Regions from separate parts of the Mus musculus genome. Here all the other regions are linked to region 5. A link is a contact called in public ChIA-PET and HiChIP or PLAC-seq data. All regions are on one chromosome and are shown on one strand. The core of a region is the stretch at or near the end of the contact, and the rest is flanking DNA. Distances in the headings are between cores, read along the strand shown.

Region 1 (3,681 bases), core at 560-3,059, 450 kb after region 5:
CTCTTGGAACAAAAACATTCCATCGTCATTACATTATGGGTCTTAGCCATGACAGAGAAGAGCCAAGAACTGCCATTGCTTAACCTCCTAGTAGTATACATCAATCAGTGTGCCATGGTACTCTTAATCAATATAGTATTCTTCCAGCCGCCAACCTGTTGATTCTAAGGAAATTATATTCTGATACTGTTTTTTTTTTGTTATGGTGGTAGTTTCTCTGTATAGCACAGGCTGTCCTGGAACTTGCTCTGTAGACCAGACTAGCCTTGAACTTGGATATCCACCTGCCTCTGCCTGAGTGCCAGGATCAAAGGTGTCCAGTACCGCTGCCCCTACCACCTCCACCTCCATCCCCCATTACCCCACCAGTTCTGATTTTTTAATTAATTTATTATATATGTGTGCATGTGCGTGTGTGTGTTCTGCCTGCATGTATGCTTGCATACCAGAAGAGGGCACCAGATCTCATTATCCATGGTTATAAATCGCCATGTAGCTGCTGGGAATTGAACTCGGGACCTCTGGAAGAACAGCCAGTTCTTCAAGCCCTCTGGTATTATTTTTCAACTCGGCTTTCCTCCCAAATTTATAACTGCTGAGGCTGTCTTTACAGAATTCAGAAACAAGTCTCACCTGCCCCCGTGAGCTCCAGGCTCTTACTCATGTGGGAATCAAACACTTTCCAAATCAGAACTTAAGCTCCCTTCTTTTGCTCTGACCCTGTACCCTGACAACCTATAAAGTGGCAGGCACCAAAGACTTCTCCAGTTAAACACTCAACTGCAGAAAGAAGAGTCATTTTCCAAGTCTGAAACTTTGTTGGCCAATGGCATTCCCCAAAAGGCACAAATTGAGGAACGTTCCTAATCTTCACATGTACCAAAACTAAACGGGAAGGGGAAAAAAAGAAGCCGATACGGACTGCCACTGATCCTCTAGGCTCGTGGTAATCAACTACTTGCTCAAAGAATCCTTTGACCGAGCACAACGTATACATAAAGACAGAAATAACATAAAGCAAAACTTTATGTCGTGTGAAGGGTCTTTAGGGAGATGCTCACTTCAGGTTCTGCGTGCGTCCTGCCTTTGGGAGGAGTCGGGTTAAGAACCCAAAATCCCTTAAGAGCAACTAGAGCCCGGTTGCAAGACGCAGACCAAAGATAGAGCATGTTTTGTGCTCAGTGAGAAAACCTTTAGGGTTCCCTAATATATGACCCTCATCAGGGAGGTGCCAAGCGGGCCAAAATTGAACACCAGGACCCCCTAGAAGCCTGGGCAATGCGACACCCACGTGACTTAGCCCTCCCAGCGCAGCGCAGGCGCCTCAGAGTCCGGAAGTACCCCTACTCTGAACAGAGAGAGCGCCCGGGACCCGCCGGGCAGGTTACGGGGCGTTGCGCCGTGGTGAAGAGGCGCCGAGGACAGGGAATCCGGGAGGACACAGAACACTGCCGCGCCGGCCCCGCTGCCCTCAGCCCGGGCCTCTTACCTGCCCGTAGTGGAGAAGGCTAGGAACCGGCTGCCTCCTCGCACCACCAGCGTCTGGGCGCACAGTGCCAGCCCCGCAGAGCTCGCCATGGGCCCGCCCGCCGCCTCCGGACACGTGCGACGCGCTGCGCCCTTCCTGTTGGCGCTTGTCAGTGATGTCACTCGGCGCCGCGCGAACGGCGTGCCGTCCAGGAGCATGCGCGCAGGGCGTAGTCTCATTTGATTTCGGTGCCCGGAGGTGCTGATGCTGTAGATCCCTCCACCTGCCTTTGGTGATTGACTTTTCTGCCTGTCAGGTTAGGTGGCTTCTCTTGGACGGGGTCTGGTACTCATTGTGTGCCGGTTTAAAAAAAATAACAACAAAAAACTGCTGTGTGGCATCAGAATTGGATGGCCAGGCCCAATATGTAGCCATGAATGCGTACGAGTCACTGGAAATGTGCTCATTTAAGACAAACACCTCTTGGACCCCCAGCTGTCAAACGAGTCTAACGGTGTGCCTGCCCAGATCACCAAAAGACTCGTTCCATCCATCCCAGTGACTCACGACGTCCAGAATATTGTGGTCTCTTATAGGTTGGATGTGAACCTCCAAGGCAGCTCCTAAAAAGATGGTTTATTTGCCCCACCCACCCAACACACCCTAGTGAAAGTAAACTCTTTGATCTGATCAGTGTCCTGTTTCAAAGTCACACTTACTATGCTGTGTACAACTGCTATCTTAAGGTTGTGCAGTTCTCTGAGTGAGTCTAACTTATAAAGCAGCAATTGGCTCCATTTTTACCTGAAACTGAGTCAGAACGACTCTTCATTTTACTTGTACAAGCTGGGAGGTGGTAGCACTCGTCTTTAATCCCAGCACTTGGGAGGCAGAAGCAGGCAGATCTCTTGAGTTTGTGGCCAGCCTGGTCTAACAAGTTCCAGGATAGCCAGGGCTAGACAAAGAAACCCTGTCTATAAACAAACAAACAAACAGTAAAAAAAATCTCTCGTGCAAATGAAATCACCACCTACAGATGCAATTAAGTTAAATCATGGGTGAAACAAAATCGTATCAGAGAAGTCAGGTCTTGAGCTTATCCAACGCCATAGCAATGAGAAATGGAACCCCTTCGCAGGACTATAAAGCAATAACCTAATACTAAGGCACCACTGAGCTCCTCTGTCACCATGCCCTCTTATACAGTGCTGACACTGAGGACAGGCAGGCCCATGCCCAGGTATGCAATAGCTCACGCGAGACAAACGCTAATGTGATGATGGCATCAGGCTGTCACACGGCTGAAGCCCACTGGGCAGACTTCTTAGTACTCATAAGCAGGTTACACCTTAACTGGGCCTGAGATCTGCCCTCTTAGGTGCCTCTCCTTTTCCAGAACCCTCTAGATTACTTTGAAGAATGCGCCCTTTGAATGGATTTTCACCCCTTACTTCCTGTCCTTAGGAAATCCAGAACCCAGAAGCCTTTCTTCGTGTTAAACTACCCACAACTACCCCGGTTTGCCTTGCATCAGTTGGTGGTGCTTTAACTACCCCCTCCCCACAAAAAATAAAATAAAATAAAAGATGGGCTCTCATTTAAATATAACTGAGAAGTCCCTGGCAGCTGATAGCTCCTGGGAGAGGGAAAGTCAGCTTTCTTCAAGGATACAACTTCTGAGAAGCCACGTGACCCATGATCTTGCATATGCTGGCAGCCCTAAATGGATTCAGTGAGTTACACACACACACACACACACACACACACGCATACATAAACGTGCACATACATAAGTGCACCATCGGGAAGGAGTAGTGGTGGCAAGGACAGGGAAGTAATGAAGGGTGAACTTTATCAAAAATAAATATGTATGTGTGGCATTCTCAATAAAAAATATTAAAAATAAAAGAGCAAGGCTGGGTGGCTCCAAGTTTAAGGCCAGCCTGGTTTACATATCAAATTCCAGGCTAATCAAGGCTACATAGTGAGACCCTGTCTCAAGAAGAAAGGAGGAGGAAGAGGAAGAGGAGGGAGGGAGGAAGAAGGAAGAAAGAAGAAGGAAGAAGAGGAGGAAGAGAAGAAAGAAGAAGAAAGAAAGAGAGAAAGGCTCCAGAGAGATGGCTCAGCAGTCCAGAGTGTGTGCTGCTCTTCCAGAACGCCTGAACCCACATCAGGAAGCTCACAGTTTCCCAGATTCCTCTAATTCCTCTTAC
Region 2 (3,878 bases), core at 707-3,206, 270 kb after region 5:
GTGCTCATTTCTCTGGGAAGTTTTGCCAGAGCCGCCATGGTCAGGACCATTCCTCTGAGCTGGCCTGTGTCTTCCCCCCCTACCCAGGTCCTTCTTGGCTCTGTTTAGGAACATGGCTGCTGGTAGTGGTGGGGTATCCTAGTGCCAAGGCAGAGAGACAAAACTAGAACCCAAGCCTGGTCTCAGAATTGATCTCTGTCCTGGTGCTTATGCCTCCTTCCCAATTCCTGGGTTTTCTTATTAGATCTATAAGCCTTTGGTGACCGCTGCCAAGCATGGAGGAAGACCATCTATTTAAAGCTCTCTGTTCCGTTCACTTCCGTGTCCTCTTCCTCCTCTGTTCCACACGCTGCTCTCCTAGTGTGGGGGACGCCCCCGAACCCCATTCGCACCAGCTGCTTTGCCTCAGCAGCCACTTCCCACCCCTGTTCCTGCTTCTGCCTCTCTTGGGCTCTTCACTGAAGTATGTGGCTTGTCCCCCCTACGTGACCCAGGCCACAGACCTGGTCATGGTGCCCTAGTAGTCCCTTCATCTTCCTCCCTGAGCTCTGCAAGACTCTCTCCAGGGCCTGGTGCTCGCTCAGCTGGGCCTTGCTGTGCAGGACAGTGTCCCCAAAGCTCTGTACTGTCCCTCCCATGCTCAGGTCACCCATCTCTCACATGCCGATCTGAGCTTGGCCCTGCTCTCTCCCCTCCCCCGGGGTTAAGATGTTCTTCCCTCCTGTTCTTCATCTGTCATACCTGGGGCCTTTTCCTGGGTGGCAGGCAGAGACTGCCCCATGTGGAAGGCTGCCTGCCTCCCTGATACCATGCCAGGCCCCAGGGCTCTTCTCCCACATACACCCAAGTTCCCAGGGTTCAGGGACAAGCTGCTGTTTGTTAGGGGAGCTGAGTGACCACCCAAGGCCCAGAAGGTCAACGAAAAGATAAGCATCAGGTGACAGAAGGGACAGGGAAGGCCTTTTCATGACATCACTTTGTTGCAGCGATGCCAGTGCTCCATTTTCCTCCCGGAAGGCGTCTGATCTCCGCTCGCTTTCGTTTCTTAGAAATTCATTGTCCCTTACAAAGTTACAGATTCTGTTCTGAGAGTGCTTGGGTGCCTTTCTCGTGTTTCTGTGTCTGTCTAACCGGTCCAAGGGTCCACCGTGTCCTGGGCTCAAGCTGACTTATCCCACTATCAAACTCCTATTCATACCCTCGGGCTGCCACACGCCCATCCCCACTCTGTGGAAGAATGGGAGGGGAGGTGGGCTATGCCGTCCCCTCCCTCGATGGCCCCTTGGCCTGGGCTGTCTTCCTTCCTTAAGCTCTGTTTAGTTTAGTGGAGCACCAGATAAGAGTCCTATCCTCTTCCAGTGGACCTTGTTTCATGCATTCAAGGACATACAGCCAATAAAAAACGACAGTAATGAAACATACCCGGATGCTCTTGTAGTTCCCTCTTCTGTTACCACTGTGGGAAGAGGCCCTAAAACTTATTTAGCAGGAACACCGGGCGAAGATCGGGTCCATTGCCAGCAGCACCCTAAGCGCTGCTGAGGGCTCCAGTTCATTGGCTGTGGGTGGCGGTATTTAGTTACCCATCTCCTGTTTGCTCTTTCAGACCCTAAGGACGTCAAGTGCTCCTCCACCCTCCCCACGGTAAGAGCTCCTGTGTTTCCTGTTACCTCCCAGTACAGCCTGCTCCTCTTTACAGCCCACACTGCCAGCAAGGAAAGGCTGGCCACAGCCTCACGCATGACAAGAGTCTATCTCAGCCATTGCAACCCACTGAGCCCTTCCTGCTTCTAAGTCCTCCGCTCTCCCTACAGAGGCTACCTGAAACATGTCACCACAGCCTGGCCTGACATCCCTCAGTGGCTCCCATAAAACCCCCTCTACCTGTTTTCCCTCTGCCCTGTCAAGCAAGCGTTAGGCATATCAAGGAGACCCTTGCTCTAGGGACAGTGCCCAAATTGTACAGCAGGGGGCACCAGAGCCTCTTCCTGTTGAGGCTTAACAGCCCAGGGGTCCTGGGTGTATGTATGTGTGTGTGGGGGGGGTGGGGGGTGGAGAACATTCTGACACTTTATTAACGAAAAACAAAAATAAGCAAAGAAGGCTACTATATTCTAGAAATGTAGCCATGGTGGTATTTGAAAGTGTTCTCAAAGCCATGATGATTTCAGAGTCCAAGTTCACAGAGCTGGTGGTGATTTCATTGTGATCTGAGGCCTCCGTGAGTCACTGGGGTTTGGGGGGTGGGGTGGGGTAGCTCTAAACACAATAGAACCAGGATACTCACTTGCAGACAAGAAAACCTCTGTGGCCACATCCTGCAGCAGCGAATTCTAGAAGTGGCTTCTTCCTCATTGCTAGCTCCAGACATACAGGGGACCAGGCTAGGCACAAGCTCCTGCCTCTCCTGCTGGCACGTATGTGAGGTAGGGCTGAGTCTGCCCGATGCTATACGTGATCTTGGCCAAAAGGTCTAAGCATATCTTTATTAATTTTCTCCTTTTCAAGTCTCTGAGTGAGTCACCAGGGTCTCACAGAGCTCAGCTGCCCTGAGGGCTCGATGGCATGCTGAGCCGGAATCATAAACAGAACTGTTGCTATCTCCACCCTCTTAATGTTTCACAGTGGGGTTCAGCTTCAACACAGGAAGTCATGGGGGTACCCAGCCCTGGCGTAGCTGAGCTGAAGAGAAAAACCATGTCTATTAGGCCTCATCAGAATTCAAGGCTTTAGTGTTTCAAATGGGACCATCTGAATGGGGGAGGGGTGGGGCGAGAAATATTTACAAATTGTGTCTGGGCAGAGACCTGCATCTAGAATACTAACTCATTACTTAGACAGCCAAGGACAAGCAGGGTCAGAGGACCACAGCAGATATTTCTTCTAAGAAGACACACGGGTGGGCTGTGGGCAAGAAGTACGTGTGTCTCACCACTCGGTGTGAGCAGGCATCAGGCGACTTGGTCAAATCCACAGGGTGGCTGTCATGAGGGTTAGTGTGAATGTGGAGGGATCAGAACTCCCGCCTCCCTAGGGCGTATGGAAAGGGATGCAGCCTCGTGGAATGAACAGTTACATCTGACCCCACAGCCCCACTCCCAGAAACACACCAAGAGAATCACAATCACGAAAGACTTGGGCACACAGGTTACCCATAGGGTTATAGCATCCCAAAAATGGAGCAAAATAGACAACTGCCAGTTGATAAACAGATGCATTCAGTGTGATACATTCTGTGGTGAAATATTATTAGGCAGTAGGAGAAATTAAGCTCTGTTGAAGCCATTTGGCTGAACTAAAGAAGCGATTCAGAGAAAGCCACAGCATAAATACAGTTCCATTTGTATGAATGCTTGACTGCTGAGCTATAGCCCAGTCCCTGTGGGAAGCATCCAGAAGTGGGAAAAAATCCTGAGAACAAGCAGATCAGTGAGGGGAGAGGGGGCTGGGGGGACAGCACACAGTGACAGTGCTGTCCCTAAAGGTGAGGAGCATTCTGGGGTTGCGGTCAGTGCTGGATACAAGGCTCTGACTCAGACCACTGAACAGAAAGTCATGAAACAGCAGCATATTTCTGGTTGTTCATCACAATTTTTTTCCTGAGAATTTTTTTCTGTCATGAAAGAAGTGTTCATTTAAAAAAAAAATGTATTGGTGAGCTGGAGAGATAGCTTAGTGGTTAAAAGTACTGAGTTCAACGCCCAGCATCCACATGGTGGCTCACAACCATCAGTAATGGGATCTGATGCCCTTTTCTGGTGTGTCTGAAGACAGTGATGGTGTACTCGCATATACAAAAAACAGTAAGTATTGGGTTTTAGTGTGTAAGCATCTTCCTCTGAGGTTGTATACTCTCTCTCTCTCTCTCTCTCTCTGTG
Region 3 (3,987 bases), core at 1,108-3,607, 450 kb before region 5:
CACACTCAACACACACCATATATTATATAATTAGCTGTACATCTCCAAATGGTGTGCCCATTTGCCAAAAATGACTAATCTCAAAAGGAGAATTCCAAATCAAGAGAAATTAGGAGACTGTGAAATATAAATCAAAATCCAATAAAAGTGCACTTCGTATATTTTTAAAGATCTCCCTGAGGCTGGAGAGATGGTTCAATGGTTAAGAACACTGGCTGGCTGCTCTTCCAGTGGTCCTGAGTTCAAGTCCCAGCAACCACATGGTGGCTCACAACTACTGTAATGAGATCTGATGCCCTCTTCTGGTGTGTCTGAAGACAGCAAGACAGCAACAGTGTACTCTCATCTTTATAAAAAAAAGGATCTCCCTGAGATTTCTAGTTCATTCATTCATTCATTCATTCAGTTTTTGTTTGTTTGTTTGTTTGTTTGTTTGTTTTATTGGGTTTGTTGGTTGTTGTTGCTGCTGCTAAGCACTGAATTCAAAGTCAAGCATGCTCCCTACCACACCACATTCCCAGGCCCTAGAGTCTTACAGTTTGAACAGCCTGCTACCTAAAATCCCCAGTTACCTAGGGAGTCAACTGACACAGAACAATACCCAGAATCCGGGTGTGCTTTGTAGAAAATAGCACATAGCCCAGCAAGAGTTTTAATCTTTTAATCTCAGCACTTGGGAAACAGGCAGATGGATCTCTGTAAGTTTGAGGCCAGCCTGGTCTATACAGCAAGTTCCAGTACAGGCAAAGCTACATAGTGAGACCCTGTCTAAACAAGAAAATGTGTGTGTGTGTGTGTGTGTGTGTGTGTGTGTGTGTGTGAGAGAGAGAGAGAGAGAGAGAGAGAGAGAGAGTGGGGGGGAGGGAAGGATGGATGAACAAATTTTCAGTAATGTAGGAAACCAATTCACATGGAATGAACCAATTTATAGTGTATAAAATATCTAGGAGATCAACGATATGGTTCAGCTGCCAAGGCAAAGACCTGAATTTCCCAATACCCACAAATATGGAGAGAAAGTTGTTCACTGACGTACACACGCATGCACACACACACACACAATGTTAAAAAATTAAATGCATACTAAGGTTATGTATGGGTAAATAGAAGGAATGGGGAGAAGTGTGTGTGAGTGTGCCTGTATTCGGCCTTTCCTTCCTGCCTTAATTTTGTAGTGACTAAGAGTGTCCCTAAGTACACACCTGGTGCTAGTCAAAAGCTTTGGCAATTACAGTATGTCTGACTCTTGTTTGCCCTTAAGGCAAAGAACAAGCAGGGACCAAAGTCTTCACCATCTATCTGCCCCTCCTAGAGGTCTGCATAAAGCCCACATTCAATCCAGGAATTCACAATGATGCAGCACCTAATTGAATATAGGTGTTTACTGGCACGGATGACTATACAGGAATAAATTCCTCCGTCAGCCACCACGTCTAACTTTTGGCCATGCAGAGGCAGGGACCACACCTGAATGAGTCTTGCCTACTTTACTGTAAGTACAGCCGTGTTTAAGGGAAAGTTTTTCAATGCCATCGGTTAAGCTCCTTACTGGTTGTAACTACAAAACGAAAGGGTCCGAAGAAAAGTGTCTAAGATTCCCTCCAAGTCGAGGTCCTATTTATTATCTGTAATCTCTCCAGAGACTCTTGGTGGACAGAAGTGTGGACTTGAGCAATGGCAAAGCCAAGCAAGCAAAGGCAGTTAAATTCGAGCAACCGCAGTAGTTTGGAGGAGTGAACCCTGGCGGCAAGGCGACTACGAAAAAGAGTACGGCTGAGAGGGACCAGTTACAGAGGGGCCCCTTGAGCTATACAAGTTCTGAAAGTGCCTGCCCGTCTAAAGGGACATGGCGCCTAAGCCAGGATAACTGCACCCACAGACACGGAATCTGACCCTGAATCGCCCTGGCTTCAAGACACCGTGCCCAAAATAAACAAGTTAACGCACTCTGGGGGGCGTTTACAAGTTTTGAAATAACTTTCTGAAGATGGGGATCCCTCTGCACTGTCCCCCCGCCCCTGCCCCCATCGCCCTCTTTCCAGCTCACTCCACTGCGCCGTCAGCCGGCCGACATGCAAGCAGCGGCCAGACCGGGTTAGGATTCCGTCAGGCAGGGCCAGAGCCCCAGGTCGCTCCAGCCGCCGAAAAGGAGGCCCTGTCACCCACCTTGGTGCTAGGGTCTGGATCGGAGCAGCAGCTGAAAGCGGTCTCATCAGTGAGGCCACTGGACGCCGGCTGTGGCTCTGCCATGGCTGCCCTGGAGAATCACCAACCTGCCCTAGTAGCAAACAGGCCAGCGGACCACACGCTCCACAAGGCCCGGGGGACGCCTTTGCAGTCGGCTGAGTGACAGGCCAAGGGGCGGGCGGACGCGGCTCCCAGCCAACCACGGTGCACATGGCTGTTGGCTGTCTGCTGATTGGATTCCAGTGAGTCTGGTTCAGCATGGCGAGACTACATTTTCCAGAATGCCATTGTGCACAATAGTGGCAACTCTTAAAAAAAAAAAAAAAAAAAAGTGTTAGGAACCTGATTTTGCTTATAATTACAAAACTTGAAAACTACCCATTCCTCGGGGCGGCAACCTCATAGAAAATTTCAGCCTGGTGGAAATTACGCTTTTTAGAATAATGAGAGCTTGAACTGGGTGTTAATCTTTTTAAAAATTGTATAAGAACCTGAAGCCAGGATAATTGAAAACCATTCGAATTTAGGATTTTGTTTTTGTTTTCAAGCAGCTAAGTTTAAGTATTTCTTCCACTATATTTTTGCCCGGGGAGCATGGGGTACTTACTGGTCTTCCCAGAGCCTCCTTGGAGAATGTGTGTAGAGAATGTATGTAGAAAATGTGTGTAGAACCGAATAACTGTGGTTTGACTATGCAGTATACACAAACCACCTGAGTTTGAATGGGATTCTAATGACTCACTTCTACACACAGAGTATGTGTGTAGACAAAACTGATGGGATGTCTTATCTAAAATTAGCTTTTAAAATGTGGTGAATGGTACAGGTATGGTGGCTCACATCTGTAATCCCAGTCATTGGGAGGTAGAAGTAGGAAATTTAAAGCCAGTGTGGGCTACATAGTGAGTTCAAGGCCAACAATGGGCTTCATGTGACTCAGTCTTAAAAATAATTAAAGAAGCTTTGGTTCTTGGTGAATCTTTCCTTAATCTCTCCCTCTCTCATCCCCTCCCCTCCTTCTTGTTTATCTATGACCACATGATTAACACTAGGGAGAGAAATGTGACAGGAACTGATAACTCTAATGTAACAGAACATAAAGAAGACAAACCTGGTCTTAGGAGAAAGAGGTATAGGTCATATACATGTAAGGCCAATATAATAGGTTCTGTGTGCAGAATATGTAAAAAAAAATTACAGATCAATGAAAAATACAAACCAATAAAAAGTGGCAAAGAGGAGAACAGGCAGATTGCAAAACAGAGAACACCGTGTGTGAAAATTGACTTCAGTTTTCTAGTACATAGGGAAGTCCCTTCCGAGGCCTTCAGGTTAAGTTTTTAAAGTAAAAACCATCATGGTTAGTGTGGAAGGCAGAACACTGGAATCAACAGGCACAGCTGGCAGAAATCTAAATTACTAGAAACCTGTGGGGAACCTATTTGACAGCAGTTGGTGGAGCTGAGGGGAGCCCATCCTAGGACTCACTGCTAAGTATTTACGCTAGACAAAGATTATTATACTTATAGTCCACGTGACAAACAAAAGAAACAGCTGAATAGGGGGGGTGGAGGGGACAGGGCAGAGAGTGGCAAAAGGTACTTGTTAAACAGTAGGAAACTAGGTAGGTGATTATTTTCATAGACTGGATTATGAGACATAAATGAAAAAAATCTGCCAGAAATTCATATTCTAAAGTGGATAGATTCCACAAATAGAAATAAAATGAGTTAGCTGAGGCTCTGGCTCCATTAATAAAGGGCCTGCTGAACAGACATAAAGTCCTGAGTTCAAATCCCC
Region 4 (3,763 bases), core at 918-3,417, 330 kb after region 5:
TGATTGTTATTCTGACGACAGAGCTAGCTAGCCTTTGGAAGGGCCAACCTGCCTGGTGCCCAACACCCACAGTATGAGACATGCAGAGCCACACCCTCCAAGCTTCAGGTCAGCTGTACGGGGGTGGGGTGGGGGTTGGGGGGACAAATATCTGGTCTTGAAGGAACCAGTTCCAGAAGACTAGGCCAGATGACAGCAAGGTTTGGAGAAGAAACCCAAAGGCCACGTGGAGAGCTCTCCCCAGCAGGCTGTACAAGAGCACAGGGTGGCCCTAACAACAGGCTGTCCATCAGTTCCAATAGCATTGGCTCATCTAACAACAAACACCAGCTTGGTTTTCTGGGGACACCAGATCACTACTGTAAGTCAGATATCTAGCTGTAACCATCCAGATGTGTCAGACCCCACCTTAAAGCCCTGTGTGCCATCACCCTCAAAACTCCAGTCACTTTTAAGTAATTCTCAACTGCCAAGCTTTGTCTAGGGCTACTTAGCTATACTAGGGGAGTGGGCAGGGGCCCCAGACAGCCAGGGTGGATTAGAACCATCAAGGTGATCAGGGGCTAGACAGCCTGTAGGTGGAAGATGGCTATCTCCTTCACCTTGTGAGTCCTCAGAGTGGGCGTAGCAGGGATCCCAAGCCTCCTACATCCTCGGGGATACGGGCTGCTGCTTTTGGGTCTCTCCCAGCGGAGGAGAGTAAGGGTATCTATGCTTCTAATGCATGCTGCTTTTGGAAGTCCCCGGCTTCATCCCTGCTCTGGACTCCAATAGCGCTGGAGCATTTTGGCAAGGCCAATGACCATCCACCAGGTGAAAACCAGAAAGGCCAAATGAGGGAAGGAAAAGGCCATGGACCAGGCTGTTTGGTGAGGCTGGTTCCTCTCAGGCCCATAGGATAAGGAGCCCCAGGCATTCTCAGCCAGCACAAGCCAGACAGCAGCAGATGGGCAGTGTGGCTGGAAATCCACTCAAGACAAACAATAGGCGCCTTCTCCAGCGGTTTGACAGCGGCTTCCAAGAGCAACAAGCAGCAGAGCCCCTCCTCCAGCTGTTCCCACAAGGAAAGCCCCAGAGAGTCATTTGTGTCCAGAGGCCAAGGAGACCTGAAATTCTCTCCCTTCAGGCTTACCATGTGCCCCCCAATCCCCATGAAAAATAGCAAAAGTATATGTGAGTGTTGTGGGGGCGTTGGTAAGGGAAGTGCTGCATCTAACAGATAGTTGACTGGGCAACCTTCCCTCTGCTTAAAGGGCAGGAACGGGGCTGCCCGGTCAACTCCAGGTGGAGGGAAACAGCCTTCCCGGCCCTTCCAGGAATGCACAGGCTGCTTGGGGAAGGAACTTTCCCCACTTCCGATTCAAATTAAGTGAGGGTGGCCTTTACTGCAGGATGGGGGTGTGTAAAAGGGGAGGGTGTAGTAGGGGGGAGGGAGAGCTGATTTCCCAGCACTTTGGGCCACAGCCACAGCTCTCAGCCCAATGACTGCTGTTAACTGACTGGTGTCTGTCTATAGGGGTGATCTCTGATCACCCTAAAGGGCACAGTGGGCATGTATGAAGGGGACCTTAGAAACAGGCTGTCAAGGTGACAGGAATCAAAGGAGAAGATGGGGAGGGGAGGGGATGGGGAGGGATAGAAAAGAAAGAGAGGGCCGGAGGAGGGAGGTGGGGAAGAGAGATGAGAGAGTGGGAAGGGACCCTAGGTGAGGAAAAGGGAGAAAGAAGGGGAGAGGGGGAAGGGAAAAGGTGGCAGAAAGGGAAGCAGGGTAGGGGAAGGAAAAGAAGGGGCGAGAGAACGGAATAGAGGAAGGTGGGCAGAGAAAGCAGGAGGAGGTGGGAGGGAGAAAGAGGAGAGCCTGGGAGACAGGAATAATGGGGGAAAGGCTGGGAGGGAGGGGGCAGACATGGGAGAGTGAGGAGAAAGGGTGGGGACGAAGGAGCTGAGCATGAGTGAGGAGGGGGAGAGGCGTTTGGGAGGAGCCTTGGAGAGAAAGGAGGAGGATGGAGAAGGGGAGGGATTGAAGAAGGGAAGGGAAGGGAGAGGAGGGGATGGAAGGGCGGGGCGGGCCAGCGCCGTGGGAGGAGGGGCGTGTGGAGGCCGCGAGCTGCCAGCTCTGGTTGGCTGGCCGCCCCCGCCCCTCCCCCCGCCCCCGCCCTCCCGGCGCGGCGGCCGCGGCGAGAAAGTAAGGTGAAAAAGTCCAAGTGCAGCTGCGGGCGCGATGGGGGCCGGCTCCTCAAGCTACCGGCCCAAGGCCATCTACCTAGACATCGATGGACGCATCCAGAAGGTACCCCGATCCCCCTCCCTCCGAGGCCTCCGTGCGCCCTAATAGGCGCAGGTGTCCCCACCGCGGGCTCGGAGCCCACGGATCAAGCTGATCTTGGCGGCTCGCCCCGGGAGGTACGGCAGCCTGCGGTGCAGACCCGCGGGGCCGGTTCCAGGTGGAGGGTGACAGTCTTGAGGGGGATCCTGCCTCTGCACCCTGTGGCCTCGCGGCGACTGAAGGGACCCGCTTTTGACTGTGCCGTACGCTGTCCTCCCAACCAACTTGAGCCACGTAGGAGTGCGGTTCGCCACAGACCCTTTTTGTTCATGGCCCTCCCCAGCCCTTCTAAAGACCCTTCTCTGGGCACAGAGTGCCCTTGACTTCTGTTGATTTTGACAAAGGGACAATGGGCAAGCTGGCCTGGAGGACGGTTGGGGAAGGGGGTGTCTCATTAGCTCCTCCTAAAGTGCCTATGGAAACGCCTTTTTTTGTGGGGGGAAATTGCACCCGGACATCTCAGGAAAGTCGGGCAGCTTGCTGTGGACTCAGCAAAGGAAGCTAAGGAGGGTTGCCTGCTGGGTGTGGGCCCTCCTTTCTCAGGTGTGCGCTCTCTTAGCTAGCTGGCTGGTTTGCTTCCCCAGTAGGAGAAACCTACCTTCCTCAGCCTGATCCTGGGAAAATGGGAAGTCCCATCCCTCCTCCAAGGTGGGCCCTTTGATAGGCTCGGTGACTTGGGGTGGCCTGAGAGGCACCTTCAAGCATCACTGCTCAGCTTCTTACTTAAGCAGGAAGGGCAGGTGCAGGCTCTGACTCCAAAGGCACAACTACAGAGATTTAACAGCCGCCCCTTCCAGAGGAAGGAAGGGCTCTCCTTGTGTGTCTTCCTGCTTCAGTCCACACGAGCACAGATGTGTTCATGCATGTATGCACAGTGTGTATACAAAGCACATATCTGTACACATACATTTCCCCCATCCCACTAAATGAGAATTTATTAAAGCTTTTTGTTTTGTTTTAATTTTGGCGCAAGGGATGGGCTTCATGCATATGAGGCAAACTCTTTGTCATTAAGCCATATTGCTGGACTTCTTTGAGCTCTTTAAAGAGGAAAGAGAAGGTGTCACCTGTTCGGCAGTGGTAGGTCCTTCCTAAATTCTCCTCAAAGGTCCTCAAAGAGCTGCTCAGCAATGCACGGAAAGTAGAAGAAAGGTTTAGGCCCTCCTGATCAGACTGGTCTGTCACTGTGGGGAAGGTGGGCTTTTCCAGTGGACATACCTGAACTTGGGTAATCTCTGGAAAGGTCACCTATAAGCCAAGCCTGGGATGGGTGGGGACAGGTACCTACACTAGGCTAGAAAGACATAGCCCTGGGTGGAGGCAGACCTGATGTGGGTGCTGGCTCTGCAGTTCTGGGCTCCTCTGGCTGGCATTCCTCTCTGTGATGGGATCGTCGTATCTGTTTTATAGACTGTAATGAGAGTAAATGGGAGATAG
Region 5 (3,731 bases), core at 545-3,044:
CACACATGGCTGTCTCTGTCTGAGCCCTGTGCATTCTCAGGAACCCAGAAAGCCCTGCCTCCCATCTGAAGCTCCAGTACACAGGCTGCATGGAGGCTGCTGGGGGCTGGAAGCTCATTGGCCTACTTTTGAATTAAAGGTTCATCAAAGGAATGTGAATCAAAGGGGGCGTGGAAATGGGGGAAGGGGTGGGGATGGGGTTGAGTAGAAGGGGCTTGAGAAAGAGAGAAATGCCAGAAGAAAATTCTGAAAGTAGGGAGAACAGACAGAGGGTAGATATCTGCAAAACCAGGCATGCTGATACCATGGCCTGTGTCCTGGTCACATTATTCAGTGTCTCCCCTTGTCCATTCTTGCTGCTTTACAGCATGGTTGGGCACCAGGGCAGACAGTAGCCCAGGCCCCAGAAACCTTTCTCACTCCCTGGGAGGTTTGTACTCTTTTTTTTTTTAATCTGAATTTTATTTTTATTTTTTTTCTATCCTTTTTTTTTCCATTTTTTATTAGGTATTTAGCTCATTTACATTTCCAATGCTATACCAAAAGTCCCCCATACCCACCCACCCCCACTCCCTTACCCACCCACTCCCCCTTTTTGGCCATGGTGTTCCCCTGTACTGGGGCATATAAAGTTTGCGTGTCCAATGGGCCTCTCTTTCCAGTGATGGCCGACTAGGCCATCTTTTGATACATATGCAGCTAGAGTCAAGAGCTCCGGGGTACTGGTTAGTTCATAATGTTGTTCCACCTATAGGGTTGCAGATCCCTTTAGCTCCTTGGGTACTTTCTCTAGCTCCTCCATTGGGAGCCCTGTGATCCATCCATTAGCTGACTGTGAGCATCCACTTCTGTGTTTGCTAGGCCCCAGCATAGTCTCACAAGGAGGTTTGTACTCATAACCTTCTAGAATGCCCTGGCTTTGTCAGCCTTCTTGATACCAGATAGGGCCATCGGTCCCTCCGGTATTAGAAGCCCACCCTCTTCCCTCCAAACTCAGCCACACCCACTTTTCTTTCTGTGATGCTAGGGAGAAGCTTAGCTGAGGTCAAGGATCTGAGGATGTGACAACCACTTGCCTGCCCCTTTCTAGGAGAGCAGAAAGTACCCCAGCACACCCAAGTGTTGGAGCGGGTGGCTCTACTGTGCTGGGGGTGACAGAGAATCATTTCAACAGAAGACTTAGTTTAGGATCTGAGGTTGGGATTAAAGATTTTCACCACGGTTACCACGCAACGTCCCATTTACAAATCACAGGGGTTTCAGTAGGGTACAAGAACGTGGCTGTGTAAGACACTGGAAACACCCCTGTGGCTTATTTGGGGATGGAGTGGTGCTGATGGAGACCTAGGAGCTATCTGTATGAACGCCCATGCTGCCTCAATTTAGGGTCACCGCACACTAGCGCTAAGGGAAAAGCCCTGGGGCTGTTTTCTACGTTTGTCCCTGGGGCTTCTACCTGGAAGGCATGCATAACAAAGGCAGAACAAAGGAGCCACCTGCCTTCTTCCCTATCCCATTGATCTCAAGCTACCTCGGGAGGTTTCCGAAACAAGGACCCCGTGGTTTGTAGGGCGCCCCCACTGGTTCGTCTAGGGTTGAGCTGGCCCAGCTCCTGCAGGGTCCCTGAAGTGGGCTTCCCAGGCCCAGGCGGTTGGGAGAGGCCTAGCAGACAGCTTCGGGTCCAGAGCATCCTCCAGCCGCTCCGCAACAGGAGCAAAACAAGAGCACGCGCACCTGTCGGCGCCCCGCCCCCTCCGCCCGGCCCAATCGTGGGCAGGGGCGGGGCCGGGGCGCAGTCGGAACCCGCGCAGAGCGCCGCGGAGGAGCAGGAGCAAGCGCAGCCTCGTTCCTGCAACCTCGTCCCCGCCGCCCGCAGACTTGTCTCCACTGCCGCTGCCGCCGCCGCCCCCGGGGCATGGCCTGTCTGATGGCCGCTTTCTCGGTCGGCACCGCCATGGTGAGTCGCACATCCTTCGCACTCCGGGCTGGCTTTTATCTTCTAAGGAAACAGGAAGCTCAAAGCCAGGCTGGCTGGTCCTCACACCAGCCGCCTATGAGCGCATCCTCCGGGCGCTGACCTGGGGTGCTCTGGAGAGGTGCCCGGCGCTGCTCGACTCCGCCCTGGCCACCTGGAGCTTTGAGATGCTCCTGTACTGGCTTAGGGCATCCAGAAGGTGGAGTGGGGCGCGGGTAGCGAGCAACCCCACAAGTGGACAGGTAGATGGCCTTGACTTGTCCGCCTCCTGGGTGAGGGGCTGGAGATGTGGAAGCGCACTGGGGAGGGACTGCAGGCTCAGCCCGAGGGAGGGGAGGGTCAGATCTCTCTGAGGAGCTCTGTGGAGCGGGCAGACGGCGGGGGACTTCTTGCGCCACCCTCTGGAGTCCTGGGCACAGTGGGGGGGGGGGGACACAAAAAGAGAAACTGCGCCCCACGAAACGGAGCCTGCTCTCCTGCGCTCCCCAGAGACAGCTACTCTTGGAGGAGGCAGCGAAGTCCCAGGGGAGACAGAGGAGGACGAGCTCAGATCCCTGCCAGGGTGAGGGTAGGGTGTGGGCATTTACACGCCCCCATCCCCCCAGATACCAGTGTTAGGACAAAACCTGGGTGCTACAGAATTGCTAGACAAGTATTGTTTCTCAGAGGTGGGCAAGCGTCTCCTCTTCCACGGTCACTCAATGCTCCAGGAGAAAGCTAACATACAACAACAAAAACCAGCCCACCATCTGTCTGGTCTCACCCTTGGCCCTACCGGCTCTGTCTAACAAGCGGACATTGCGGTTAATAACCTCTTAAGCTGACTTCAGACTGTGGTGGAGTATAAACAGCAAGCCCTCCGTTTTCCCACCCGAATCGTGCCTTTCTTTCTGTTACTAGCCTGCCTGTTCCTTCCCAATACGCTAGAAGCCCACATCTCACAGTCCCTCCCCTTTATTTCATTTTTAGCATCCTGTATTTGAAGTCAGCAAGGCTCCCCAGGATTTGACCGACAGTTACCTCTTGCCTTGCGCTCTAGAGGAAAAAAAAAAAAAGCACTCGGCTTTGTGCGCATGCTCTGCTCTGACAACCGCATCCTGTGATTCCAAACAGGTTACTGTAGAACTCGTCTCGAGCCCTGCCCGCCGACTCATTATGTAATGATTTTGTGTAAACCGATAGAATGGAGCAAAGATGCACTGTGGTGATGGTGGTGGTTAGCAGGGGGTGGGGTGAGGCGGGAAGGAAGACCCTTCTAAGCTGCTCCCCATCCTTGGGCTGTGCTCCATTTCAGACTCGCCAGAGTCAATGAAAACAGGAATCGCTTCTCCTCGGGTATTCCAGTCTGCACCTTTATCTAGTTGACTCTACCTGGAGGCTTGGTTAACACTGAAAAATTGGCCCTTGTGCACGTATCTATCAATGTGAAGATTATTACTAGCAACAGAAAATTATGATAATTGACGATCTTTGCAAAGAGAGGAAGTTTGATGGGTTCTCTCTGCACAGAACTGGTTTGAACATGTAGATAAACGAACCGAACTGCTGTAGGATATAGGTTTCCATACAACATTATGGTTTGATACAGCCCAGACCCCTGCTATGAAGTTACCAATCTCATAATAGCTGGGGTTTATCTTTTATTTTTCGGGAAACCTATTGATATATTTGAAAAGACGTTTCTTCCTGCAAACCTGGCACCTTTGTTTGAAGTTTTAAACGTCTATCTGTCTGTGGTTATACCACCTTGGGTCCA
Region 6 (3,808 bases), core at 1,251-3,750, 380 kb after region 5:
TCTTTTTATGACTGCCTGTACTCCCTGTCCTGAGAGGAGCGGGGTTAGTTTATCCAGTCACGCAGGAGGGTGTCTGGCTTGTTTCCAGGTTGGGACCATTTCCAGCCAGGTGGCTAGCTCACAGGTGAGCATAGATTTCCTGCCCTCTTCCCCGGAAGGTCAGCTACTGTCAAACTTCTCCACAGAATCCCCATGACACCAACAGGATATGAGTGACCCAGGTTAGTCCTCCCTGGCCCTGGGTATGGTCAGCCTTTTTGATCGCGGGATAAGCATTCGGATTTGCCTTTCTAGCGACTGTGGATGCTGCCTAGGTCTCATGCTCACACCTGTCTGCACACAGCCTGTTTCCAAATTGAGCTGTCTTCTGCTGTGGAGTCCTGATGGCTTTTCCCACACACTGTATTCAAATCATGGTCCGATACTCCACTTGCAAATACTCCACCCGAGCTGTAGATTTGTCTTCTGCTCTCCTTTGGGGGGGGGGGGGGGGCGTGACTTATTTTTTACTTATTTCATTTTTATTTTATGTATTTGTTTCTTCACTTATTTTGACTTTTCAAGACAGGGTTTCTCTGCATGTAGCCCTGACTTTCCTGGAACTTGTTCTGTAGACCAGGACCTGGTCTATACACACACACACACACACTCATACACACACACACACACATTCACACACACAGACACTCTCACACACTCACACACACATACACCAAAACACGGAATCTGTTTTGTGTTGGCAAACTACCCCTGAGCATGTGGCTGCCTGAAGCATGGTTTCAGGCTGTCTTTTCATCCCCCTAACACTATTCTTCAATTAATTTTGATCAAGTGGCTTAGTGATTTCCCCTGTGTATTTGGACGTCACGTCTAGGAAGTCCCTGACTTCCTCCACACTCTGCAGGTTGTGTCCCTGTGTGTTATGGTTTACAGCCATGGACAACACATTTTGCATGAGTTTTTTGCCTGTGAAATAATCTATTTCCACAAAAGAGCTTGCTGCATGGTTTTTTTTTTTTTTTTTTTTTTTTGGGACAGGAAGAAACTTAAGCCTGCAATACTGGATTAAGGAGGATTGACATCTTTGCTGTGTCAAATTTACTAGGTCATTAACACCAGTTGTTATTTACTTATGTATCTTTTCCAGTGACATTTGGAGCTTGGGGCATATAAATTCTGCATGTTTTGTTATGTTTGTGCCTGAGTCTTCAAGCTTTTCTGAGTAACTATCAATGCAATTGAAATTTTAATATAATCGTTTGCATATTATTAGTATTGTGTGTGTATCTCATGACCTTGTTAAATTCACTTGTTGGCTCCAGAAGAGGTGTGTGTTGCATTTTGTAGAATCCTTGGAATGTTCTGTGTAAAGAGTCGTGGCATCAGCAGTCAGGGGCTGCTGGCTTATTTCTTCCTTTCTGACCTGTGTGCTTTTTTTTCCTTTTTTGTCTTTTCGAGACAAGGTTTCTCTGTATAGCCCTGGCTGTCCTGGAACTCACTCTGTACACCAGGCTGGCCTCGAACTCAGAAATCCTCCTGCTTCTGCCTCCCAAGTGCTGGGATTAAAGGCGTATGCCATCACCGCCCTGCCTTTTTTTTTTTCCTTTTAAAGATTTTATTTATTTATTTCATGTATATGAGTAGACTGTAGCTGCCTTCAGACACACCAGATGAGGGCATATGGATCCCATTACAGATGGTTGTGAGACACCATGTGGTTACTGGGAATTGAACTCAGGACCACTGGAAGAGCAGTCGGTGCTCTTTTTTTTTTTTTTTTTTAAGATTTATTTTTATTTTATTATATGTGAATACACTGTAGCTGTCTTCAGACACTCCAGAAGAGGGCGTCAGATCTTGTTACAGATGGTTGTGAGCCACCATGTGGTTGCTGGGATTTGAACTCAGGACCTTCGGAAGAACAGTCGGTGCTCTTAACCACTGAGCCATCTCACCAGCCCACAGTCGGTGCTCTTAACAGCTGAGCCACGACTTTTCTTCTTACAGGATGTGAAGTCAGGTGGCCATGGGTTATCTACACCCACTCGCTTGAAATGTTCTGGGTCTTAGGTAGGGAGCACCCTTTTGGATGATTAGGAGACACAAGCTTGAGGCAAAGATGCCATTATTTATGATAGACAGGTGACTGTAGGCCATACAGAGAAGCCAGCAGCATAAGAACAAAGACAGAAGGTGACCTGTAGGTGAGTGCCTTTATTGTGACCTGTAGGTGAGTGCCTTTATTGTGACCTGTAGGTGAGTGCCTTTATTTTGACCTGTAGGTGAATGCCATTATTGTGACCTGTAGGTGAATGCCTTTATTGTGACCTGTAGGTGAATGCCTTTATTGTGTCCTGAGAATTACTGCATGGGGTTCCTCCTGGGGAATTATAATTGGTGATTTAAAGCAAGCAGACATGAGTTCTGAAAGGTCCCAGTGTTGGCGAAATGGTTACCATAGCATAGGGCTGCACATTGTGTGCCAGGTGTGGGGCAGCAGGTGAGTCAGGTAGGCTGTATCTAGCTGCCCAGAGGGCGGTGGTCAGCTGGAGGAAGTGGTTTAAGGCAGACATCTGGGTTGACACCTGGGTAGATGGGAGGCAGACAACCGGAAGCTGGGTTGGGGTGACTGAACCTGCATTCAAAGTGAACCCACAGGGAGTGTAAGGTCACGAGACACCAGAAGACCAGCCTATACACAGTAAAATAGAGAAGGCTTAACAGGTTGATCTAGGCCAGAGGTTCAACCTTCCTAATGCTGAGACCCTACAATACAATTCTTCACGATGTTGTGACCTCCAACTATAGAATTATCCCTTTGCTGCTTCCCAGCTGTAATTTCACTACTGTGATCTTAGGCGACCCCTGTGAAAGGGTCGTTAGTGACCCAGAAGTTGAGAACCACTGATTGATTGATTTGGGTTTTTGGTTTTTTGTTTTTATTGTGTCCAGTGAATAAACACTAGCAAATATATTTTAGGAAGGAAAAAAGGGAAAGGAGAGGAGGGGAGGGGAGGGGAGGGGAGGGGAGGGGAGGGGAGGAGAGGAGAGGAGAGGAGAGGAGAGGAGAGGAGAGGAGAGGAGAGGAGAGGAGAGGAGAGGAGAGGAGAGGAGAGGAGAGGAGAGGAGAGAAAGGGAAGAAGGGAGGGGAGAAGATAGGAAAGGGTAGAGAGGAAGGGAGGGTAGAAGAGGAAGGGAGGGGAGGGGAGAGGGGAGGGGAGAGGAGGGGAGGGGAGGAAAGGGGGGGGAAGGGGAGGCATAATGGCTGAAACCCGTGCTCCTATCATATGGGAGGCTGCAGTATAAAGATAGCCCAAGTCAGAGGCCAGCCTGGACTACTTAGCAAATCCTGCCAAAAGCAAGGTAGGAAGGGAACACAAAGCGCCCGGAAATAGATCAGACCAGGCCAGTGCTCCTGTCATGTTGAATGTCCATAGGAGGGGGTGTTACAACAGCTTGTTGTTGAAGACGCACGGAGATGGAGTGTGGTGTCCGCACACGGAAGCATCTTCCGGGGTTCACATAGCAGGCTATACCATCCAGCCCCAACCGCAGAACTTCCTTAAGGGACTCCATGCCATCTGCATGTGCCAGCACAGTGTCGCCTAGCCCTGTGCTGCTTGAAATGGTATTCTCACGGCTGATGACCGGACTTGCTAATTTTGGAGTTTTTAGGGTCATGAGCCTGGTGACGATCGATGTACCTTCATGGCAGGTTCTTGCTATGGGGCACCGATGCAACCCAGTCTCCGCAGTAGACTAAGACAGCAGTTAGACACGGGAGGACATGCACGGCACCCCTGCATTC

What was found. ChIA-PET counts read pairs in DNA pulled down with a chosen protein or histone mark. HiChIP or PLAC-seq counts read pairs in DNA pulled down with a chosen protein or histone mark.
Region 1: a contact with region 5 is called in an RNA polymerase II ChIA-PET map of memory CD8 T cells, with 43 read pairs. The contact joins the promoter of Wdr4 here to the promoter of Abcg1 in region 5. A contact is called at or near these places in 5 of 39 promoter capture datasets (the HPC-7 cell line, cranial neural crest, hippocampal neurons and 2 more), 2 of 484 Hi-C or Micro-C datasets (CD4 T cells and LSK cells), 2 of 115 datasets of contacts at active chromatin or transcription factors (forebrain and memory CD8 T cells) and 1 of 9 other capture datasets (liver).
Region 2: an RNA polymerase II ChIA-PET map of memory CD8 T cells shows a contact between it and region 5, with 262 read pairs. The contact joins the enhancer-like site here to the promoter of Abcg1 in region 5. A contact is called at or near these places in 4 of 39 promoter capture datasets (the HPC-7 cell line, HPC-7-derived erythroid cells, embryonic stem cells and 1 more), 1 of 484 Hi-C or Micro-C datasets (nephron progenitors), 2 of 115 datasets of contacts at active chromatin or transcription factors (forebrain and memory CD8 T cells) and 1 of 9 other capture datasets (pancreatic islet).
Region 3: a contact with region 5 is called in an RNA polymerase II ChIA-PET map of memory CD8 T cells, with 8 read pairs. The contact joins the promoter of Glo1 here to the promoter of Abcg1 in region 5. A contact is called at or near these places in 2 of 39 promoter capture datasets (hippocampal neurons and liver) and 1 of 115 datasets of contacts at active chromatin or transcription factors (memory CD8 T cells).
Region 4: an H3K4me3 HiChIP or PLAC-seq map of embryonic stem cells shows a contact between it and region 5, with 9 read pairs. The contact joins the promoter of Pde9a here to the promoter of Abcg1 in region 5. A contact is called at or near these places in 2 of 39 promoter capture datasets (embryonic stem cells and hippocampal neurons) and 1 of 115 datasets of contacts at active chromatin or transcription factors (embryonic stem cells).
Region 6: a contact with region 5 is called in an RNA polymerase II ChIA-PET map of memory CD8 T cells, with 7 read pairs. The contact joins the enhancer-like site here to the promoter of Abcg1 in region 5. A contact is called at or near these places in 4 of 39 promoter capture datasets (embryonic stem cells, hippocampal neurons and liver) and 3 of 115 datasets of contacts at active chromatin or transcription factors (embryonic stem cells, memory CD8 T cells and pro-B cells).

The regions. Positions count from the first base shown.
Region 1 is chr17:31,510,678-31,514,358 of GRCm38.p6, forward strand. It overlaps Wdr4 (WD repeat domain 4), which reads right to left and starts at 1,810. Exons shown (of 11, transcript NM_021322.2): 1 at 1,490-1,810. The coding sequence starts at 1,707.
Region 2 is chr17:31,324,060-31,327,937 of GRCm38.p6, forward strand. Slc37a1 (solute carrier family 37 (glycerol-3-phosphate transporter), member 1) reads left to right here. Exons shown (of 20, transcript NM_001242427.1): 9 at 1,607-1,644. Among named protein-coding and RNA genes, the nearest start is that of Slc37a1, 30 kb to the left of the region's middle. Within about 2 kb of position 1,957, at least 75 of the 459 cell types and tissues checked have an H3K27ac peak or open chromatin away from gene starts, as enhancers often do. A contact at or near this core is called in the HPC-7 cell line, embryonic stem cells and memory CD8 T cells, where this site is marked.
Region 3 is chr17:30,610,302-30,614,288 of GRCm38.p6, forward strand. It overlaps Glo1 (glyoxalase 1), which reads right to left and starts at 2,358. Exons shown (of 6, transcript NM_025374.3): 1 at 2,167-2,358. The coding sequence starts at 2,250.
Region 4 is chr17:31,384,067-31,387,829 of GRCm38.p6, forward strand. Pde9a (phosphodiesterase 9A) reads left to right here and starts at 2,168. Exons shown (of 19, transcript NM_008804.4): 1 at 2,168-2,290. The coding sequence starts at 2,222.
Region 5 is chr17:31,055,900-31,059,630 of GRCm38.p6, forward strand. It overlaps Abcg1 (ATP binding cassette subfamily G member 1), which reads left to right and starts at 1,795. Exons shown (of 15, transcript NM_009593.2): 1 at 1,795-1,957. The coding sequence starts at 1,916.
Region 6 is chr17:31,437,596-31,441,403 of GRCm38.p6, forward strand. All of the region lies in intron 4 of Pde9a (phosphodiesterase 9A), which reads left to right. Among named protein-coding and RNA genes, the nearest start is that of Gm9902, 4.4 kb to the left of the region's middle. Within about 2 kb of position 2,501, at least 19 of the 459 cell types and tissues checked have an H3K27ac peak or open chromatin away from gene starts, as enhancers often do. A contact at or near this core is called in memory CD8 T cells, where this site is marked.